2 separate regions of the Mus musculus genome follow, and region 2 is linked to region 1. Evidence: chromatin contacts called from public Hi-C data. All regions are on one chromosome and are shown on one strand. The core of a region is the stretch at or near the end of the contact, and the rest is flanking DNA. Distances in the headings are between cores, read along the strand shown. Region 1 has its middle 5.4 kb from the start of Gm52635. Region 2 has its middle 4.2 kb from the start of Gm41997.

The links. A called contact is a pair of places that touch in the nucleus more often than the background predicts.
Region 2: a Hi-C map of Sertoli cells shows a contact between it and region 1, with 2.4 times the contacts expected there. The contact joins two enhancer-like sites. A contact is called at or near these places in 1 of 484 Hi-C or Micro-C datasets (Sertoli cells) and 1 of 9 other capture datasets (embryonic trunk).

Annotation. Positions count from the first base shown.
Region 1 is chr3:9,202,387-9,210,240 of GRCm38.p6, reverse strand. No RefSeq gene overlaps it. Among named protein-coding and RNA genes, the nearest start is that of Gm52635, 5.4 kb to the left of the region's middle. Within about 2 kb of position 6,265, at least 11 of the 459 cell types and tissues checked have an H3K27ac peak or open chromatin away from gene starts, as enhancers often do. A contact at or near this core is called in Sertoli cells, where this site is marked.
Region 2 is chr3:9,344,468-9,351,664 of GRCm38.p6, reverse strand. No RefSeq gene overlaps it. Among named protein-coding and RNA genes, the nearest start is that of Gm41997, 4.2 kb to the right of the region's middle. RefSeq lists an enhancer at 3,371-4,910. Within about 2 kb of position 4,529, at least 126 of the 459 cell types and tissues checked have an H3K27ac peak or open chromatin away from gene starts, as enhancers often do. A contact at or near this core is called in Sertoli cells, where this site is marked.

The DNA.
Region 1 (7,854 bases), core at 5,016-7,515:
AGAACAGCCAAGGCTACCCAGAGAAACCATGTCTTGAAAAAACAAACAAAGCAACAACAACAAGGGCAGTCTAGCAAGCAGCATATCACCATGGCAATCATAAACTCACAGCAACTGTGTCTACTGGTGCTGGAACCACACAAACCAGGCCCACCTAACAGCTCTGGATGGAAAGGGGGCCCATGGGGCCTACTATCAAAGTACATTATCTACATGTACTAAATTGTCTAGGAACAAAATTTATTAATAAGAAAAGCCCTGGACTGGAGAGATGGCTCAGTGGTTAAGAGCACTGACTGCTATACCAGAGGTCCTGAGTTCAATTCCCAGCAACCACATGGTGGCTGATCCCCTCTTCTGGTGTGTCAGACAGTGTACTCATATACATAAAATAAACTTTTTTTTTTTTTTAAAGAAAAGCCTTTAACCTTCTTAAATGTCTTTGCATTAGTGCTGTGTGCCTTCACATACAGGAACATGCATATGTGTCTGCACATAACATAAACCCTGTCTGTGGAGCCCTGGCTGTCCTGGAACTCACTCTGTAGACCTTGCTGGCCTCAAACTCAGAGATCCTCCTGCCTCTGCTTCTCAAGTGCTGGAACTAAGGGCATGCGAGTACCACCACAGCTAGTAAGAAACACACACATCTTAAAAGCAATTTTGTATTAATGCAAATAAAATCTTAATTGTTATAAATTCATGTAGTGTAACAAACTAAAGGTATTTTATGAAGTTGTGAGATTGGATATATTTCCCCAAATTCTTTATTTTTATAACCTCTTTAGTTTATAACCTCAGTATTCTAGTCTCCTTTTTGTTATGATAAACTCTATGACCAAAAGCATCGTAGGAGACAAAGGGGTTTATTTCAGCTTACAGGCCACAGTCCATCACTGAGGATAGGCATGGCAAAACCTCAAGCAGGAGCTTGTAGCAGGGCCTGTGGAGGAATGCTGCGTGCCGCCTCTCTCGAAGGCCTGCGCTTCCCTCGCTCTCTACATAGTCCAAGACCTGCCCAGGGAATGGTGCTAAGCACCGTGGGCAGAACCCATCCTTCCACATTAATCAACAACCAGGACAGCCCTCCACAGCCAGGGTCGCAGGCCATTCTGATCTGGGAAGCCCCGTACTCTTTTCCTTTCAGTATTTTAGACAGGCTCTCATGTAGCCTAGATTGGCCTTAAACTCACCATATAGTTGAAGCTGGCCTTGAATCAATCCTCCTGTCTCAGACTCCTAAAGGTTAAAGGCATTGACCAGACCTTCACATTCAATAATAATTCCATGGATAAATTTCCTTTTCTTCATTACAGTTCCTTGAAAGCTTCATATTTTCTGTCCCCAAGAAAAATTGCAGGCGCTTTACTTTTTTAAAGTAGTTTATTATTCAAACCATCTTCGATGGTTTGGCCCACATAGGCTCATAAGTTTGAATGTTTGGTCCCCAGTTAGCAGAATAGTTTGGGAAATATTAGGAGGTGTGGCCTAGTTGGAAAGTTGTGTGACTAGGGATGGGCGCTGAGGTCTCAGCAGCCCAGACCATTCTAATCAGCGCTCTCTCTGCCTCCAAGTTGTTGTCTCAACTTGTAAGCTCCCAGCTCCTGCCCCAGCGCCACACCCGCCTGCCTGCTGCCAAGCTCCCTAGCATGATGGTCTGGACTGACCCTCTGAACTGTAAGTAAGCCCCCACTTAAATGTTTTCCTTTATAAGTTGCTTTGCTCATGATCTCTTACAGCAATAGAAAAAAATAAAACACTGTCTTAGATTTAGAACACACTTTCCATGGAACCTTTTCTCCAAGCAGGGCCAAGTTTAATACCAGCCAAGAGGTGGTACTAACAACCCAAGAGGCACCTTTTCTCCCGTGTCAAAATAGCCTTTGACGCTTATGTTTTCTCTCGAGGTTTCTGGGCTGCTCACAGAGGTCACTGTTTTCAGCACGCCCTTGTCATTGTCTGGACTGGGAATGCCTATTTCTGCGGCTGTGCCTTCAAGCTTATGAGGCAGTGGGAAGCCATAGATAGCTACAGGCCAATTTCTGCCTCAGCTCCATTAGTAACTTACTGTTCTTTTGTTTTTGTGGGACCAGGCCTGGCTTCGCACTCAGTGTTTGGCTCTTTATCCTTATGGGCCCATCTCTCAAATTTTGGAATTGCTAGAGCATGTGACCACGCCCATCACCATGCCCAGCTTTTATGACTAACAAATCATTTCCACTTTCTGTGTTTATGGCTAGAGCTGGGAGGCACTTGTGTATGTATGTGTATGTTCACATGCATGCAAACATGTGTATATACATGTGTGTGTAGGAAGGTACAAGAGGTGCGGGACACTTCCCTTATCTTTTCCAGTAGGAACTGCACTCACTCAAATAAGAGGATGTGTTTGAAAACACTTTGAATAAATACAAGGACTGCAATCCAAAGCACAGATGAGTACCTGCTGTGCCCAGTGCTCTATAGACCAGTGTCCCTTAATCATCCTAGTAAGCAAGGGGCTCACAGTGTGGGCCCAGGCTTCCAGCTGAGGAAGTGTCTCTTCAGCCCATAACATCCCAAGGTTCCCAAGGACACGCTCACAAAGATGAACCCTCCACGTCACCCTTCTCCTCTGTGGACACTAACTGGCCCACAGACCAGCCCTGTCTAACCTCACTACCCATCTCACCATTGCCCTGCCTTGCCCCCTCTTGTCTACCTCACCCTTGCCTGCTTCACGTACATTCTAAGTTCTCAATCCATTTATATAAAGTTCCAAATCTAATGTACTACATTCTACATTATTATTTTATTTGGCTTTTGAGTCACAGTTTCACTGTGTCGGATCAGCTGGCTCTCTCTTCTTTGGTTTTCTTCACAACTAAGCTTGGAATTTTCTATGTAGATCAGCGTGGCCTTGAATTTGTAGTGATCTGGGCCCAAGTGAGGGGATGACCGCCATACCTGACTGATAGGTGACAGTGTCGACACTCTTACTTGCTCCACAGGTTTCAGTGTGTGCTGCCTCCTGCAATGCTCTCTGCATGGTTCTCAGGGAACACAAGAAGGGAAAAAAATCAGGAGTGCAGGTGGAGGCTTGAATCTACCCATTGAAAAGAAGACAGAAAACAAATGAGCCTTGTGTGAACAAGTGATAGTTTTAGCTAATGTTTCCTGCTGGCCAGTTATAGCATAAACAGACACCCATCATTTAGCACACAAAGCAGGGCAGTGGTGGTGCACACCTTTAATCTCAGTGCTTGTGAGGCAGAGGCCATATGATCTCTCAGAGGAAAGTTAGAGGCTAGCCGGGGAGGCAGAGGCAGGAAGATCTCTCTTAGTGAGAGGCTAGCCTGGTCTACAGAACAAGTTCCATAACAATCTGGGCTACACAGATACACAGAGAAACCTTGTCTCAAAAAGTCAAAAAGTCAAAAAAAAAAAAAAAAAAAAAAAAAGAAAAAGGTGAGCTTGGTCACACATGCCTTTAATCCCTGTACTCAGGAGGAAAGGCATTCAGATCTCTGTGAGTTCAAGGTTAGCCTGGTTTACAAAGCAAGTCCAGGACAGCCAGGGTTCTGTTTCACAGAGAAACTCTGTTTCAAAAACAACAGCAACAACAAAACAAACAAACAAAAAACAAAAAGTAAAAAGTAAAGATGGTTTTTATTTATTTTTTGAGTTGGGATCTTATGCTATAAAAATGATATTAACAAACTTTGTTGTTAATTATGTATGTGGGGGTGTGTAACTGTAATTCTTTGGGGGAAGTTCTATGCCTGTTTTAGCCACAGACCCTGTGTTCCTCGTAGTTTGAGTCTCACCCGACTCGCTGTCCTTGTGTATCCTCGTAGCTGTTCTCTCATCGTGACCTTGAGGCGAATCCCTTGGCGACCTGTTCATCTCCATCCCTCCTGGACCCTTTGCTTCACGGTCATTTCTTCTCATCCTTCCCCATGGTCCTCATCCTCCTCTGGGCTCCAGTGTAAAGAGATCCACCCGCCTCTGCCTCCAGACTGAAGGGCTTAAAGGCGTGTGCCACGACGCTGGGCTCAGAGACAGGCACCCCATTCCTTCTATGCACTTATGAAAGATAACACAAATGAGGGACATAAGCTCCACCCTTCAAGGCCGTGAATAATTGCCGCCCCTCCCACAGGTTATGCCTGGCATCTAATACATGGAATGTTCTTAAAGATGTCCTGAGCCACAGAGAGAGCCCAGTTGTTTCTCTCCCTTTGTGCCTCTGTTACCTTGGGAAACATCAAAGGAGATGATCCAAACTGAACACCCTCTTCCCGGGGCCGTGAGTAATTCTACCGAAGCAACATTGTGAAGGTCGCCTTCCATCTCTGGCAGTTGCGGTGAAAGCACAGAGGGAATGTGAGAAGGAAGCAGTTCATCTTGTCTAACTCCCCTTTTCTCAAAAAGCAAAACAAGACAAAGCCCTGATCTTTATATTGTTTGTTTGTTTCTGTGCTTGTAGCAGGGTTTCTTCTTGTAGCCCAGGCTTGGCCTCAATCCTGGAATCCTCCAGTCTTAGCCTCTATAGTGCAAGTATTGCAGGCTTGTACCACCACACCCATCTTTAAAGAAAAAATAAAAAAACTAGGTTATTATGTTACGCTGCTTTTTCCTTCCTTCTAACCCCCCTACCCCTATCCTCCTCAACCCTGCCTTCAGAGACAGCTCTGCTAACTCAGGCCAGCCTGGAACTCACTATGTAGCTGAAGATGGTCTTGAACTCTTGATCCTCATGCCCCCCCCCCCAAACTAACTAACTAACTAACTAAATAAATAAATAAAGGCACCTGTTACAGGTAGCAGGTGGCAACACCGGACCATTCAGCTTTGAGCATCTGCACAGAACATACGAAAACTCCATTTGTATTGGGGCTTAACAACATTCAATGTGGCTAAAGGTTATTACTCAATGTGAGCAAATGCAACCCTCCCTCCCTCCCTCCCTCCCTCCCTCCTCTTCCCCTCCTCCCTCCTCCCCCCACAGGCTTTCTCTGCAGAACCCTGGCTGTCCTAGAACTTGTTCTATAGACCAGGCTGGCCTCCAACTCAGAGATCCACCTGCCTCGTGAGTGTTTGCTGTGTGCCATCATTCCTGGCATTTCTTAAACGGTCTGTGAGGCTTTGTGTGGAACTGCAAAGTGAACAGAACCTGTCCTGTGTGAGTTTTCCTGGTGATATGCGAATCAGTCTATTTATTCTACACAGGGCACCAATGGTGGATCAAAGCAACAATACCCCCCATGCCTACCCCATGAGCTGATGAGTCTATAGGGCTTTCTGATAAAAGCATGGGGTTACTTGCCGCCTGCATCCCCTGAGGAGCCTCCCTCAGTATGGGGACTCATAAAAGCTCACCTTCACAAGAATCTCCACCCCAGAGTCTCCTCCTCCACGCCTGTTCACTGCTGATATAACCCAGAGGATAGGGCTCTTTGTGAGCTCATAACTTTCTGAACAAGCTGTCTTTCTTTAACGTTTCCTCAGCTTTGTGTGTTTCACGAGTCTTCTCTTCCCTCTAGGAGGGATTGATTTGATTCACAGACTACCACTACCCAGCAACCTATAAGTAACTAAAATAATTAGGTGATGTGTTACAAGGTTGTGTCTGAGGTAGAGGGGTAAGAGAAACTCCTTCTTTTTAGGCTAGGGAGTCTAGCTAGAGGAATTTGCCTTTCAGCAGGGTTTTTGAAGGAAATACCATGTATTTTCTTCTTGGCCTAGAGAAAGGAAAGTCTAGGAGAAAAGACAGCTGGAAAGCAGTGTTTGGAAGATGGGAAACAGACAGACTGGCTTATACAGAAAGCTTAAAGCTAGAATATTGAGGAGACATGAGAAGAGGTGCAAGGTCGGCTTGCCCAGGACTTCCTCAGGTAGGAGATGAGGACGTTTTTTTTTTACAATAGAGAAGCGATATGAAATTAAGACAAGTCTTTCTGGTTGTCATGACAATGAGGCACAAGGGAGCAAGAGAGAGGAAGTCCAATTAAAAGTCTGGATCTGAAGCAAAAGCAGTTGTAACAAGAATGGAAAGAAAAGGACAGGTTTGAGAATGCTTCGGCATCTCGAATCGGTACGGCGTGGTGACAGATTGCGCTGGGAGGGGACAGAGGGAGGAACTAGCGACTTCCAAATCACTGGCTTTGGAACACGGGGATCTTTTATTAAATCTTTCTCTAAACCACTATACATTATTCATTGTGAGATTAAAGATGCACTCGCGTTGTGAGACATCGTTAGTTTCCGACTGAGGGAATCCCTAGATTAGAAACCAGCCCTCCCACACTCCCATGCTGCCTTTCCATCGGAAGCTGTGGGATGTGGCTGGGGGAGGGGTGCACATATATCAAAAATAGCCTTTTGTCCTAGAAAAAGAAACGGGAATGCCAGAAGATACAATTTGTATCCAACAAATACACATTGGATACTTCGTCCGAAGCATCCCCTCCCAGGACGTTTATCATGGACAGTGGCGGCTCTGTGTGCACTTGGTTTGCCTTCATTGAGCTAAGAAGTGGGTTTCCCATAGAGAAAAACGGGTAAACGATTATTTCATTACAGGGTAATCAGAAACCTGTGCTTTAAAATTGAGATGATGTTAGCAAGGTCATGTCTTGATTCTTTCAGCTAGATACAAATAATGTTGGATGATTAAACACTTCATGAGACTAGGTGCTCTGAAGCATGGCATAGGGCTCTGCATTGGCGTCTTCTATGTAGCTTTCCAAAATCCACTCAGACCTCATGGTTGGGAACTGACATGCTAACTTCAGGAGAGCCAACCCTCGTTTGTTTGTTACTCATGGTTTGGGGCATGACATCTGTTGTCCTGCTATCTTGTCTCTCACACAGACCTTGGGAAATAATATCAGCATTATCTTTGAATAGAACTCAATCCTCACTTGATAGAAGTTCTTTATAGAATTAGGCTTTCGAAACAGAACCAAACCCAATGGTTGTCAAACCCTCACGCATTAGAAATATCTGTAGGCTTTGAAGACAGACTACTGCATCCAACACTCAGAGCTTATAATTAAGAGCAAGAATTGGCATTTCTGACAAAAGCTGGTCAAAAATCTGGGTCCCCTAATTTGGGGAACACTGATATGACCGGAAAGGGAGAAAACATCCCATAGAAAACATATAGCTTGGGGTGTGGCTCAGGAGAAGAACGCCTACTGTAGCATATGCAGGACCCTAGGTTTGATCCCCAGGAAGCTATAACAGTGGGCCTGAGACATGGTTAAATAGTTAACAGTGAAGTTCAGTGGCCAGCACCTACTGACAACCATAACAACTCTACAGGGGAGGGTGGAGGACACCTGTGCTCATGTACATAGACCCACATACAGACACATGCATAGAACAAACAAGCAAACATACAAACAGAATTCCCCCGTCCTGCCCCCGCCCCCCCCCCCCACCGCCCCGTGTCCAAGTCTTTGATTTTGTTTGAGAGGCTAAACTGCACACAATGAGGAATTCAGGGTAGGTGAAGCAGGCACTGAAGAGGGAATGCTTCCAATTGGTGGGTTGACCTATCGTTTTCACCGTTCTAGTAACAGAGTCCTCACAACTAGATTGTACCTTCGTCCCACTCAGAGAAACTTACAGCAATGTACCTTTTCCTGTATTTCAGGGTTTTCTAGTTGAGCCGGAACCAGACCACGCCGTGAGCCATTTCACTGGGCTGTTCCAGAGTACTGCACTGAGCCTCGGGACAGTTGAAATCCCAAGGGTCTTATCCCTGAAGTGAGTCAAATTAAAGATACGTATTTGTTTCCTTGATGCAAACAGCAAAAATGTTCAAATTAGAAACGAACCTTTGGCTTTCTAAACCACAGAAATGCA
Region 2 (7,197 bases), core at 3,280-5,779, 140 kb before region 1:
TTCCAGACCAGCCAGACTTATTCACTGAGAACCGTCTCAAAACAAGATAAAAACAAACAAAACAAACGGGGGTGAGGGGGGGGGGCAAAGAAAGCTATTTATGAAGCCAGGCATGTACTAAATAAAATACAAGTAAACATTTCTTCTCCCCACTTCTAATTTTCACTCAAGTAAGAACTATTGTTATATAGTACTGTTTATATGCTCTAGAAAAAATGTTAAATATTTTGAAGTTTAGGGGGTTTTTTGTTGTTTTTTGTTGTTGTTGTTGTTTTGTTTTTTTTTAAATAAAAGCTTAAGGGGTATATCTTGGAAGAGCCAGCAGCTTCTGAAAGCTGGAAGTTTCTGGAAACACAGGTAAGTCAGACAATTTTGTCAGACAATTTTAAGTCAGTCAAGTTTGTTCTTGTTGATTTTGTGATTATTTAATTTTGTTGGTTTGAGAGTCTGGGGACTCCAAGATAGGGTACTCCTGTGTAGCCCTGGCTGTTCTGGAACTCACTCTGTAGCCCAGGCTGGCCTTAAACTCAGAAATCTGCCTGCCTTTGCACCCTAAGTGATTGAATTAAAAGCCAGATTCATTACCACCAGCAATTGTTTAATTTTGAAACAATGTATCTGCAGCCCAGTCCAGTTTAGAACTCTCTCTCTCTCTGTAGCCCAGGCTGGCTTTGAATTCATGGTGATCTTGCCTTTAGCATCTTAAGCTCTGGGACAGCTGGTGTGAACACCTGGCTCAATCAAAACGTTGTAATCATCACTGAGGAATAAGCTGAAGACTTACATTCCGTCTCTGGAAGTCCTAATCTTTGTGTAAGTGAAAATAGCTAAGGTCGCCTTCCTAGTCAAGTCAGCATTTAAAACAACTCTCATGTGCACAGCAGTAAGTGAAGAGATGAAGACCCCTGCCACCCAGCACACATTCTACCTGAGAGAAATCAACATAAATAACTCTAAATTAAATATGTGTGCTTGGCATTGTCAGTTCCAGGGTCTACTGCAGCAGTGGCCCCTCGGTCCCCTTCTTTTGTCACAGTCTCTGCTCTGGACAAAGCTTTGAGGCCTGTTTTGATCAAGTATTATGAGGTAAGGAGGAACAAAATAGCAGCCCCTGTGAATAGTCTACAGACAGATGGGTCTACAATGCTAAGCCTTGCTCACGGCCATGCATTACTGTGAGACATACATTCTGGATAAATGACACAGGACAGAACCACCTAAGCTTTCTCAGCCAAACCCAGCTTGAGAGCACAGAGACTCTGCCTTTGTCCACAGACCAGCCAGCATCATCAGCAATGCTCAGTGTGTCCAGTCCAGCTCTGTTGACCCCCAGAGGATCCACAGGTTCATGCTTTAAGGCAGGGTGGTGTGGGTTATTTGTTACACTTCAGAAGCTAATGGATACAGATGCAAAACAGCAGCTAAAATAAAGAAGGAAACCAGAGAAGTACTATGGACCCTATTTCAAATAGCTTTCTTGGATATAGTTCCTTTAAAGAATATAACGCATTCTTAATGCTCTAAGGAAATCCTTTTACAGAGAATTGAAAAGTTCCTCTTCTGTATCTGTCACCTCTACCCCACAGTTTGTACTCGCTGTCACCCTAGCACTAATATGGGCCCCCAAAAATAGGAAACAGAAAAATTTTTAACTTGATCTGTTCTGAGAAGCAGAACAGAAATTAACATGCGTCTTCAGTTCCAATCCAGCCGTGTGTCCTTGCTCAATCCCCTCTATGAAATGTAGTGTGTGGACTCAGATTCTCTCAAAAAAAAAAAAAAAAAAGGGTATGTAAGATCTCTGTGGGACTGAAGAGATGGCTCACTTGTTAAGGATCCCCCCCCCTTAAAGATTATTTTATGTGTATGAGTACAGTGTAGCTGTCCTCAGACATACCAGAAGAGGGCATTGGATCCCATTACAGATGGTTGTGAGCCACCGGTTGCTGGGAATTGAACTCGGATCTCTGGAGTCAGAGCTGGGCTTTCGAGCAGTCACTGCTCTAACCCACTGAGCCATTTCTCCAGCCCCTCGTTAAGAATTCTTAACAGTTCTTGCAGAGGATCTAACTTTGGTTCCCATCACCCACATAACATAACTAATGACCCATAGAACTCCAGCTCTGGGGGCCCCAACACCCTCCTCTGGCCCCCAAAGATAGTGCGCATTCATGTGCACAAACATACACACGTATACATAATTTTAAAAATATAATCCTTTTTAAATGAAAGATTATGTGTTTGTCTCTGTGTATGTGGGTACCCATGGGGCCAGACAGGGAACCCCTAGAACTGGTGTTACAGGCTGTGAACTACCCATCACCTGTAGAAGTAAAGCAATATCTATCTCTAAGAGCGGTGACCATTCCTAACTACTGAGCTATGCCTCCAGCCCCTCAACCTGCCTCTTAACATACTGAGGTACAGTGAGCTAAAGACCTTCGCAGAGGCATTCTTAACTAAAGCACCATAAACTCATTCAGGGCTTCAGGCAGCAATAGAACCGAACTGGAAGGTTAGCCAGCAGAATCCTTTTACCATAGTCCCTGATGCACGGTACAGAGCAGCTAAGCTGTCCAGAACCTTTCCAAGCCAGTCCTTAGCACCACTTTCTACCCCACAGGGGTACAGAAGGGGCTCTCAGCTATTTTGTCACAAAATAATCATTTTGATAGAAATGGGTCCTAGAACAGGATTCTTGACAATTGTAGTGGTGGGACTGCTTCCAACACAGATGGAGAAAGCCACCTGAAGCTGCAAAGGCTGAAGAGAGAAGTCCTTTGAATTCTCCTAAGACATAACGAGCTGGTGGCCTCGGGGACCTGGTGGGAACTGGAGGCAGCTGATGGAAGTGCTTCAAGGGGTCCCAGACTTTTATAAGTTTTTCTCCCCGTCATCTTCTTTTGTCTGTTTTGGGTTTGGGGTTTTGTCTGTTTTTGAGACAAAGTCAGTGTAGCTCAGGTTGATCTTGAACATAAGGCCATCTTCCCTTAGCTTCCTGGGGCTTGGATGTCAGTAGAGTTCACACAGCCCAGACCCTTTTTTCTGTCGACTTTCATGGGCTCAGACCACTGGGATTATACCCTGCAGAGCTGTGTGATCTTGGGAAAATTGTCTTAACTCTTGTGACTCAAATTCCTTGCTGATAAAATAAGAAATTTCTCTGTGTCCTCTTACTCCACCACTTAAGTACACATGTTTAAGCTAGTGATTCCAAACCAAACAAATGATAGCTTTCAGCCTGCTCCAGCACATATCCTCAAACAGCTGAGTCAGAGTGCATCAAGACAAGCAATTAGATTAGATCTTTCGTCAAGAACGTTTTTAAAGTCCAAGTTGTCTTCCTCTTAGGTACAGCCTTACAATTTTCCCAAGCAAGGACCTAAATGCAAATGGCAAAGACTTCGGGAATCTTCCTAAGATTTCTTCCAAAGATTTAGGAATCAGACCTAAACAATCAGCTATGGGATGTGGAAGAGCATCAGAGGTATCAGGGGTTTATCAGTACCCAGCCTGATAGGTTTCCTACAGGACCTGGGAGCAAGACGGGAGCTACTGCTTCCTGGTGATTTCTATTCACATTCACACATCTGCACACATAAGCCACTTTAAACAACAGGCTGTGGGGTCCTTACACAAAGACAAGGCCACCGGCTGTCAGGGCACTACACTGAATTGGGGACACAAACCCCATTTTCCTATGTAAATTGGCCTGGGTGCTCTTAAGACCCCCAACAAAAGGGGTCAGTCCTATAAAATAGGGCCATCTGGCCGGCCCCAGTGACACCTCCAAGGGTGGGCGTGAGAGAGTGGTCTTCAAGGGACCAGGAAGGTAGGTTGCACTGGAGAGTGCAGCTGTCACCTTGGTCCCAGGGTCCCGCCCGCCCGCAGAGGCTGGAGGCGATCAGATTATAGGTGGTCTTAAGCCCCAGGGCCTGGGGCGCCTGAAGGTCTCATGGAAGCCTCACACAGTTGGGCAGGGCGGGGCACGCTTTGTTCCTGGACCCCCGAAAGGGTGCGGCGCCTCAGAGTTGGCTAGAGTCACTGCTCTGTTCCTGGGGCCTCAGGGCAGCTAGCGCCAGGCCAGCAGCCTTGGGCGACTCCATAGCAACAGCGTGGGAGAGCCACAAAACCAGAGCTGGAGGGGAGAAGGCCGGAGGGAAACAGGAGAGGGGGCACGAAGCAGGGAGAGGGGACTAGAAAGGATAGTTTGCTGCAGGAGAGAGAGGGGGAAGGGGTTCGGTGACCGGTGGGAGTTAGCAATGAAGAAAGATAGGGTGAAGTAAATAAGGGACCGGCACTGGGAAAGAAGGAAGGGGAGTAGAGGAAAAACAAAAGATGAAGGAGCAGTCAGAGAGTTGGGAAGGAGTGAAGGGGAGAGAGAGGTAGATCAGCGGGGGAGAGGTGGGGAACGTGGAGACGGGGCGTGGGGTGGGGTGGGAAGAGGGGAGCGGAGTCCGCATAGGAGCTGGGAGGGAGGGTGGCTGGAGAGAGGAACAGGGCGCAGTCAGGGCGGTTCTGCACTGGATCCCTGGCCGCAGCTGCTGTCCGCGGAGAGGGGAGGAGCAGGCAACGGCGCGGTGACGCCAGGGACCCTAGTGGGCTCAAGGCGCCAGGGGGCAAGCCCAGGTTCCTTCCACCACCACCTCCCCCGGGGACAGAGTCTCTGTGCAGCTGCACACGCGCTTCCAGACCCAGGGATCCCCAGACTCATGCAGAGCAATCTCCCTAGGATGAGGACACCCGGTTACCGCCCACAGCAGGCAGAGCGGAGAGGGTGGGCGCTCCCCATCCGGAGGGCCCAGGTCGTTTCCCCGAAATATTTATTTCACCAGAGAATATTTTTCCATTACAAAACTATTAAGCGATGTGGGCTTTTGTTTATGAGTTTATCTCCTACCCCATTCCCCCCAAACATGGGACCTGGTATAGAGAACATATTACTAATGTTAACCTTGGAGTCAGAAAAACGGTTTTCTAATTTTCAGCGTAAATTTTTTAGAAAAAGCCAGTCCTAGAGGTGTCATCGTTTTTAAGTCTGACCTGCTAAGCGCTAGTTTACACACACAGTCCTAAATTAGCGAGACGGGACTGACCCTGCTTTAAGTTTTCTACGAAAACGGACCACGATTACACTCTGACAGCATTTTTGCGCTTACATGCACGGTGGTACTGTATGTGTGATTGTGTGTGGTGGGAGGGGGAGGGAGCAAACAAACTAATTTCGGACACACCGGTATTTCAAAAGAAATCTCACAGATAAGTGCTGTGTGTTTTATTTTAAAACCATCATAAGACATAAAGGAAAAACAAATAAACTTCTGGACGTTCTCAGCTAACATGGCCTATGGGAAAATGAAAATAAACCTAATTGAAAAAACAGCGCTAGCCATAAATAGGATTTGCTTTCAAGCAGAGAACGTGGTTGGAAAAAAAACCAAACCAAAACAAAAAAGCAAACCACCAATCAAATCCGTGCCCTAAAGAACAGGTTCTGTGGATGCAGCCAAGACTTTCGCTTTGCTGTTTGTTCTGAAAATGCAGAAACACAACTCTGGTTTTCAGGTATTACCCCAAAGAGCTTTAGTTTCTCCTGCCAAGTTAGTCACCTACCCCAAGCCGCAGGCAAGCTCCTGTGTGGGTTTGTGGTAGCCCATCTAGTTTCAACATTGTTTTTGACCGAAAAGAAAAGATGAAACACGTAAACGAACTTACAATTCTATTTACAGAACTCTAAACTGCATGTGGGACTCGCAGGCTGAGTCCCAAAGAGTGGATGTGTGACATTTTCTGACAAAAGCCATCTTAAGTAATTTGTGGGCATCAGTTTACAATCCTTTACATTTAGAAGGCAGAAATTGATATTATCCCATTTTGTAAATGAGAAAATTGAAGTTTACAGAGGGTTCAAAGAAAGCCTGTCCAGGTTCACAGATCCACGCAGCACCAAATGGCAGAGGCAGGACAGACCTGACAGAGACCTTTCTGTCACTGGCCAGCCCTGCTGGGCTCCTTGACTACCACTGTGAAGAAAGAAAGAAATGGGGCTTTCTTTGCATTTAGAGGGACACCACATGAAGCCCCAATGGACATACCTACAAGGTAATCGGGTTTCTCCATTCTGCCCAGTTGCTAGATTGGATTAGAAAGACACTGACATCCAGTGAGCTGCGGAGGTGACTCCGTGGGTAAAGGCACCTGCTGTGGGAGAGACCACCTTCTCCAAACTTGTTTTCTGACCCTCTCCCTGCCCATTCACATACACCAGGCACACACACAGTAGTAATAATTAACTTCAAAAGAAAGATATAAACTGAAAAATAACTTTCCTCTTTCTTTTCACTGAGTTAAAGTTAAGTACAAAGTATTGGGTTTCATCTGGGCCTCCTCAGCCTTCCATGTTCGTCACTATACTCTTATTCTCAAGCCTTCCTCTCCACCTTCCCTGGCTGGACAGAGCAAAATGACAGAGACAGAGCTAGAGGTGGCCTGTGTTGCCAACGCTTGGTGGCTGTGGCGGGGCCTCTGATGTCGGAGGCTAGCTTAGGCTACATAGTGAATCCAAGACCACCTTGAGAATTCAGGGAGATCCTCGTTCAGAAACACAAAACAAAGACAAGAGAACATTCCCTACATTTGTTTTACACAATTAAGCAATAAACAACATTTTTGAGTTATCCTGCTTATCCTACCAATATCATAGCATAAATCATTATACAATAGCCCAGACATCAGAAAAACAGCAAGTAGTGACCCACTTGCCTGAACTGACTAAGTATCAATTATTTATGTGGCCTCCCATGGCTACTTGAAGTTGAGTCAATAATTAAAATATATATGTTCTGATTGCTTCTTGACCTTGTGGCTAAATGGAATGTAAAACATACAGTCTGAGTTCAGTCATAAATCAACTTTTAACATTTCAGGGAGAGGAGGATGCAGAAGTGACTCCGTGGTTAAGAACACTTGCTGCTCTTGCAGGAGACCTGCATTCAGTTCAATTCTCAAGACCCATATGGCAGCTCCTAGCTGTCTATAACTCCAGTTACAGAGACTCCATTCCCTTCTTCTAACCTTAGCGTAGCAGGCATGCATGTGATGAGACTACCTACAGCCATGTGGGCAAAGGATACACAAAAAATAAGTGAAATATTGTTGTAATTTGGGAAAGCACACACATATCACACACACATCACA